Linked DNA regions of Rattus norvegicus: region 2 is linked to region 1. Evidence: chromatin contacts called from public Hi-C data. All regions are on one chromosome and are shown on one strand. Each heading gives the region's core, a stretch centred on a gene start, on an enhancer-like site or on the middle of the called end of the contact. The rest is flanking DNA. Distances are from core to core; before and after follow the strand shown.

Region 1 (3,827 bases), core at 1,212-3,711:
TGTGCACCAATACCCCCTCAACTCTGTGTGCTGTTTTAGAAGTTCATATTTGGTTCTCTCAACCGCAGCACTCACGATTTTTCCTGGATCGTTCTTTGTTTGGTGAAAGGGGTATGAGATGCAGGCTGTACTATTTACCTTACTGTTGTGGTGAGGAAACACCATGACCAAAAAGCAGCTTAAGGAAAAGGGGATTAATTTTGGTTCTTGGTGGCAGGAGCAGGCTTCTGAATGATAAAAATCCCACAACTTCCCCAAATATCCACCAACTAGGGACCCATAAGCTACTGTGGATGGAGCAGGGAGAGGCTATTTCTCATTCAAATAACAGCCCGGGTTACTTAGCAGCATCTTTGACATTTGCTCACTACTGTTATAGTACCCCAAACTCCACTGGTTGTTGACTGTCAGTCTTTATATTGAAAAACAACCCAGGGGTTGGGGATTTAGCTCAGTGGTAGAGCGCTTGCCTAGGAAGCGCAAGTTCGGTCCCCAGCTCCCAAAAAAGAAAAAAAAAAAGAAAAACAACCCCCCCTACCCCCCCCAACCCCAGCCAGCACAGAGAAAAAATGCTTCAGGGGAGGAAGGAGGAGGAGAGGGAGGGTTTGGGTGTGTCCAGCACCTGCCTCTGGATGTCTCTTCCCACCCCCACCGCCCCAATACTCATTCCCCAGGATTCACTGAGGAGGTCCCGTTGCTAGTCTTGTTTCCCCATGTGGAAATAGTCCTATAGTGTTGAATCCCAGATGCTCCTATAAAAAGAGGTTCCTAAACTCTCCTCAGTGGTCCAGAAAAGAACTGATTAGACCGAGAAGGGAGTCTCAGTTGTAAGCACAATGCAGACCTTGTTCCTCTCCTCTGCCATCAGTTTGCACCTTGGGAGAGGGTCGTTGGGGTCTTTTCATCAATATTGCTCTGGCTGTTTGCTCTGTCCTCTTTTTTTTTTTTCTATTGGAAGAAACATTCTGTATCACAACTCAATGAATTGACATGGGGATTCAGTTACATTGTGCACGTTGCAAAGAGGCACTGAACTAACCCTCAAGATGCATCCTACACATAAGCGAGGCTCAGATCTCAAATGTCCTATAAATCCTTTCTCTTGCTCCTGCTACTTCTCTGGCTTGGCTTCCTGGGGAGGTCTCTCTGCTGCACACAGGGCCTTTCTCCTCCATCCCAGCTTCACCCTGTCAGGATCCAAAGGCTGAGGAGAGAGGTAAAGCTGGCCCTGGGTAAAATCAAACCAAACCAAAGCAAACCAAACCAAGGGAATGAGTTTGGCTACCACTGCAGAAAGCATGTTCTTGGAACATCTAATCCCCAGTTTATTTGGCTTCCTGTGTTTTATTTAACAAACACACACGTTTATTTTCAGGATATGCGAATGCAGGTTCTGACTTCACACATACACGGGTTGGGTTTTCAATTTCACTGATGCACAGGTTAAGATTTTCAATTAAATTTACACACATCTAATACATCTCTTTCCTTTATTTTCACCCATGTTGTCTAGAAAAAAACAAAACATTAGTGCTTTCAAAATTAAAGTTAACACAGGGCTGTAAGCTTTGAGAGACCACATAGTTTGTCTTTTACAAGGTGGTATGAGGCGTGCGTTTCAGCAAGTCTTCACTACATTCTACAGATCTGAAGGCCAGATGCAAGCTAACAATTAGCATATAAAACCCCTCGGAACAAAAGGAGCCGAATGTCAATCAAACAGTCCCTGCAGGAGGCAATTTAAGATTTTACTGAGGTCCATAACGACCACCGGAAGGCAGGAAGGTAACCCAGTGAACAGTTATAAAATTACCCTCCCCCAACCACATCAAAAAAGGAAACAGCACAACGGTAAAATTCCTACCTAATTTCTTAAGGAAGGTTCTGGTAGATTCCTAGCGTCTTGTTGCCTCCTGTGTGAATCTCACTAACAAAAGGCTCTCCTCTGTGAATACTGAAGAAAGAACCGGAGCATCCAGGACACAGGGGCTCTTCCCTGGGGTGGGGGGAGCATTCCGTGTGTTGATCCCCAGCGTGATCAACAGATAAAATGAAAAATACTTTGCTTCCTTGCTACAAGATGCCATATTGCTGGGATATTTAGAAATTTAAAAAGGTGAGACTTTTAATTTTTAGCTTTTGGTTAGAAATTATTAGTGCGTCATGAATTGCCCTCTGGTGAGTTCTCGGAAACCCCGTTGCTCGGCCCTTTCCGGCAACACAACACAATGAGCTTCTTAAAGCTCATTTTGGAAGACATAGTCCTTCCTTGTTAGCAAACCGTTCATGAATCGGGGTTAAAGTATCGGTTCGGCAGTCGGGTAAGGGTACACTGGTCACCCTGCGCCTCCGTCACTAGGACACCTTAGGTTACCACGGCAAAAGGGTAGTCTATGTCTCCCATAGTCTGTGCAATAGCGAAGCAGCTAGAATTCTCCCCCACCCCGCCCCCTCCAGGAGGGGCCAAGCAGGGAGAGCTGTGGGCAGGGCCTCGCGCAGCAATGCCAGATGTTACCCATGCTTCTCCTGTGGACCCGGCTATGTTCCTAACACTGAGCATTTTTGCAGCTGCAGCCTGGTCCTAGGTGGGACATAGTGAGGCATTCATTTTTGCCAAATGATTACTGCATGGACACTCTCACCCTGAAGACCCGGCAGGGCATCCTTAGTCTGTGGATCGTCATCTTGTGTGACGGCATGGGTAACTCAAGAAGATGCTGCACCACTGGGGTTGTGTGCCAGTCACCAATGGGCACCCGCTTTCTCTCTGTGCGCCCACACCAAGAACCTAGAGAGTCATTCTTACCCGCTAGATGGCACCATAGAATGTATTCTTAAAGTGCATACTGTCGCATTGCCACGCCTGCGTACTGAGATCCGTTGACTGCCTTGCTGCTATGGCCGCGGTGTACCGAGTATTTGTGTGGATATCCTTCCCCGCCAATTTAGTGGAGCATCGTTAGGCTGCAGATCTCTGCCCAGTGTGGCTGCGCACCAATATCCTAAAGATGCTGCCACAATAGAGCCATGCTGATCAACTGTGTGGCCTCATTGCACGGAGGACCTGGACTGTCGTCCTTTCCCGGTAGGTGGCGCCTCAGAATGTGTCCATAACCAGCAGATTGCCGCATTGCCGCACCTGCGCACTGAAATCTGAGCAGGCTCGCCCAGCAGACTGCGTCACAGCTGCCTGCTCACCAGATTTCCACAGACGTCTCTAAAGACTGCAGACTGCGGCACGGCTTGGAGCTGAGCGGATCTCTTTACTACGGTTCTGTGACGACGAACCGAAGAGGACCCGGTGGCCATCGTTATCCCATCTTTTTGTGATTTTGGGCTGTGTGGATAGCCCATCCAAGTGCCCGTGCTATGTAGAGGATCATTGCCGCGGCTCTTCAGGAAGCTCCGGCTCTCCGAGAAGATCCGCGGCCTTTTCTCTGAAGATGGTTGGGTAGAAGAGCTGCGACACAGCCACGGAGCTGGGAATTTTTCATTCGTGGTGCTTTCTTACACCAATGTGACCGAGGAATGGGCAAAAGGAGGCGCCGAAAAAACCCAGATGTCTGTGATGGTGCGGCTCGTGCGAGGGCAGCATTGAGATACCTTCGAGCACAGAACCCTACAGTTTGCGATGCAACTGGGAGCTTGGCTGATCTTTTTACCCTGGAGACGCTGGCACAGAGGCTTGCTATCACCCTGTGGATAGGCGCATTGTGGTCGTCGCACAATGATGAGCCATGGAGGTCTCCCCGCTTGGCTGGAACCTGGGCGTACGCCATTACTCAGCCAACGCCTGCACAGCTCTTTGTTATCATAATCCTGGGGAA
Region 2 (3,703 bases), core at 1,039-3,538, 360 kb before region 1:
GGCGGGGTGTGCAGAACAGGTGGCTTCTTGGAGAGATGGTGTCCTTGGCTTGGGCTGTGGGTCCACAGATCTTGCAGGAGAGGATGGCTGTATCCTGGAAAAGGGCACTCTGAATCCTACTGCTGTGAGCCCCCGCACTAGGCTGCGGAAGGAGACAGACAGGAAGCAATGGCATCCTTCCACCAGCAGAGAGCAGTGTTGGGTCTCAGCAGAGACACTATCCAGCCCTTCCCGAGATTACCCTGCCTGGAAACAAAGTTTCCCAGCCTCCATCCTACTGCAGAGCCTGCAGCTTTTCCCCCAGGTCCTAGTGTTACGCTGTCATGCAGGAGCTGTGAGCCTTGGACTGAAACATGGCTCCTGGAATGGCACGCTGCAACCACAGGTACCCAAAGGAGCTGCTCCACACCGCTCTGCCTGCTAGCTCGACACCGTAGCTACTACTTGGCTGTTCTTAGGATGGTGGCTACATACAAAGGCATCGCTGGGCTACTTTAAGTTTTGTTAGTTTGGGACTTTCCTCTCCCTCCCTTCCTTAGATGCAGGGACTCCTATACTGCCTCAGCCTCCTGGAAGCACACCTGGCTTAGGGACTCTTGCAATAATGAAGTCACACTGCCAGGCTGATGCTGGCTTGTTGGCTCAGGATCAAGCACACTGCTGCACTTAGCTGCATTGACTGGATCCCAGCTGCAGACACACTCTTCTATCTTTCTCACCCCACTCTGGAGCGAGTGCACACGGTGTCCATCTTTCCTGTGATACGCACTAATGCCCAGTGTACCCAGACTTCCCTGTGCTCAGAAACACATGTGTAATCATGCTCAGTTTTTTGTGGTGTTGATTGAACCCAAGGCTTCTTGATGCCTGGCAACTTACCTATCCCATGCCCCCCCAAACAGACTTCATGACTTTGTGTGGGGGGGTGTCAATGCTGGGAGGGAACCCAACGTCTCATAGGTCTTCAGACAGTGCTCTACTGCTGAGTAAAATCTAACACGGCCCCTCCCCTCCCATTAGTTTTCTGTTGCCCTGGCTGGTTCTGAGCAAAAATCTCTCCTGAGTTCAGCAAATCCTGTCTCCATCCCAAAGCAGTGGGGACCACAAGTGCTGGCCACAAGGGCTAGGTATGATTAATTACCCGTTTGTGTCGACCACTTAGGAGGAAGGGGTACCCAAGGCTTTCTTCTATGTACCCTAGACTGGATTTAGCATTGTCATCCTCCTTCCTCGATTTCTGAGTAGCTGGGATGGCAACCCCACAGTTCTTTATCTAGTTCCTTCCTCCTCCTCCTTCTCCTCCTTTCCATGTTTATTGGAAGGAACGCTGCTTTTCTTGCTCCTCGGACTATTTTTTGAGCACTGCACAGGCTATGGAACCTACCCCGATGCTGGGGTCCCTGCAGTAGGACCCTGTTTGCTTGGGTCCTCAGCATGGGCTTTGAAGGCATTGTCAAGCGTACAGGGTGAGGCGGGAGCTGACACTGCCTCTTCTATAGAAAAGGTGCCAGAGACAACTGGGAGCACGTGCCAGCAACAAGTGGGGAAAGGGCCTATGTGCACAGAGCATGCTCGTCTGGGAGGCCTCAGGGCAGAACTTGGGGGTTCTGAGCCCAGAAAGCGGGGAGCCCCGACTAGATCTGCTCCCTGACGGCTGATAAAATTCATCTTGAACTTGCTGTGCTTCCTTGGTGCTTTATTAGGATTATCTAGGTTGTCGAGCCGCGCCGGGAGGTGGCGGTGTGGTCACGCGCACGGGTCTGGCCGCGTCCAAGTTCAAGCTCTGGGTGGGGAGCTAGCTTCCCGTCGCCGTTTCGTTAATAACTTAAAGAGCCAGGCCGAGGTGCAGGGGCGGGACGCGGCCGGGGCTCTGCCACTCGGCGCGGGAGGACTCCGACTCCGGTCGCAGTGCTGGGCTGGCCGCGCCCGGAAGCCAGACGTCGCCTCGCTGGGCCGGAGGAAGGGTCTCCCGCCCGTGTGCCCCGGGTCGCTCCTGGGGTCCCTCATTCAGGGCAACCACGCGGGGGGCCGCCACCTCGATTTCCCCCCATCCCGCTGCCCCGCGTGCGCGCGCCGCCTCCAGCCTCCTCCCCTGCCCCCTCTCTCCCTGCCACCTTCCCTCCTCCCCGCCGTCCCCTCCCTCCTCCCCGCCTCCTCCCTCCTTCCCTCCCCGCTGTTCCCTCCTTCCCTCCCTCCCCGCGGTCCCCTCCCTCGTCGTCCCTCTCGCCCCTCCTCCTCCCCTCCCTCCTCCCGCTCCCCTCCCCCTCCGCTCCCGCCGCCTCCGCCCGCCGCCCCGGCCGCGTCGGGTAAACCTGTTCTGCGAGGCGGCCGCGCCGGGGCGGATCGAGCGGCCGGCGGGTCCTCGCGGCTCGCGGCGTCGGGGCCCGTGGAGCGCGCGGCCGGCCCTCGGCCGCGGCCCTCGGCAGCGCCACCATGTACTCGGGAGCCGGCCCCGGTGAGTCCGCGCGGCGCCCGGCACTCGTGCCGCGGCGGTTGGCGGTTGGCGGGCGGGGCAGGCGAGGGCGGCCCAGCCTGTGGGGCCGCGGCGTAGCCTCGGGGCAGCCGGGTAGGGCCTCGGGGCAGGGAGGCCCAGTGCACCGGAGCAGCGCGGCCCGGACGTGTTTGGGGGCCCAGGCCCGGCCTGCAACGGGTCTCGGTCCTCCCGCAGCGCTCCTCCCTCTGTCCCCAAGCGCATAGCTGTGGGGCCCAGCATGCGGGGCCTGGGGCGGGGAGCTGGACGGGTCGGGAACCGAACCCCGGGGCCCCGGGACCGCGATCGTCTGCTTGGACGCAGTTCCACGCTGGGCAGCCGCCCTCCCCATTCAAGTGCTAATCGCCCTGCGATTTCCTAGCGGAGCGGGTGGCCGCCGTGGCACCCCTTCCCACCAGCGTGCCCGTTTCTCTGGAAAAGTTCCAGAAAACTTAAAAACACGAACGTATTTTCCCACCCCGCTTTTCGAGCAGAGTGGAGGGCGGTTTACTCGCGGGGTTGAGAAAACAAGTGTTGGGAGGCTTTTTCGCCTTCTCCCGCCAGGCACGTGGCTCCATTTCCCGGCCGCCCCGCCGCTTGCTCGGGCTCAGCCTGCCCCCCTTTGTCCGCCAGGCTGTACTTGGCGCCCGCGGGCCCTCCCTGCTGCCCACCTGACCTAGTGGTTCGGCCCTGGGGCCTCCCCAGACTTCTTCACTGTGGGGTCTGGAAGCCTCCCAGATCCTCCCGGGTTCCCTACGGTGCTTGCTCCGGAGCCTAGTGCGCCTCCTCTCCTGATGTCATAGGGCTCCTCGAATGCCCACTGACCAACTTCTAAATGCGTTAAAGGGCTTCCCAGTAATTTGAAGACCCTTTTAACCTTGCGCTTGGGAGGTGTCCGGGTCCTGGAGGCAGATGTTGGGGTCTGGAGGTCCCCTGCGAAATGACCAGGGCAGCCTCCTGCCAGATTGGGAATCCCCCCTCCCCCCCAGCTCAGCGCTGTGGAGGAACCCAGCAAACATTAACTCCGAATATGTACGTTTTTCCTGAGTGTCAGTTTCTAGTGATCTTCTTGGAGACGAGGCCATGCTTTTCTCTATTTTGCGTGTTGATCCTTTCAGCTTGCCACAGTGGGCCTTTCTGGAGACAGGCAGTGGAGGCTCAGAGAGGTTTAAGAACCCTTTAACATCCGGGAGCCTGCATTAGGACAACCTGTTTGAGCACTCCTATAGAAAT

The links. A called contact is a pair of places that touch in the nucleus more often than the background predicts.
Region 2: a contact with region 1 is called in a Hi-C map of the A7r5 cell line, with 5 times the contacts expected there. The contact joins the promoter of Ago2 here to the enhancer-like site in region 1. A contact is called at or near these places in 3 of 12 Hi-C or Micro-C datasets (the A7r5 cell line, frontal cortex and prefrontal cortex).

Annotation. Positions count from the first base shown.
Region 1 is chr7:106,633,520-106,637,346 of GRCr8, reverse strand. The region is part of intron 16 of Trappc9 (trafficking protein particle complex subunit 9); the gene reads left to right. Among named protein-coding and RNA genes, the nearest start is that of Trappc9, 250 kb to the left of the region's middle. Within about 2 kb of position 2,461, at least 55 of the 93 cell types and tissues checked have an H3K27ac peak or open chromatin away from gene starts, as enhancers often do. A contact at or near this core is called in the A7r5 cell line, where this site is marked.
Region 2 is chr7:106,992,709-106,996,411 of GRCr8, reverse strand. It overlaps Ago2 (argonaute RISC catalytic component 2), which reads left to right and starts at 2,288. Exons shown (of 19, transcript NM_001408918.1): 1 at 2,288-2,455. The coding sequence starts at 2,434. LOC134479922 (a long non-coding RNA gene) reads left to right here and starts at 2,463. Exons shown (of 2, transcript XR_010053837.1): 1 at 2,463-3,703.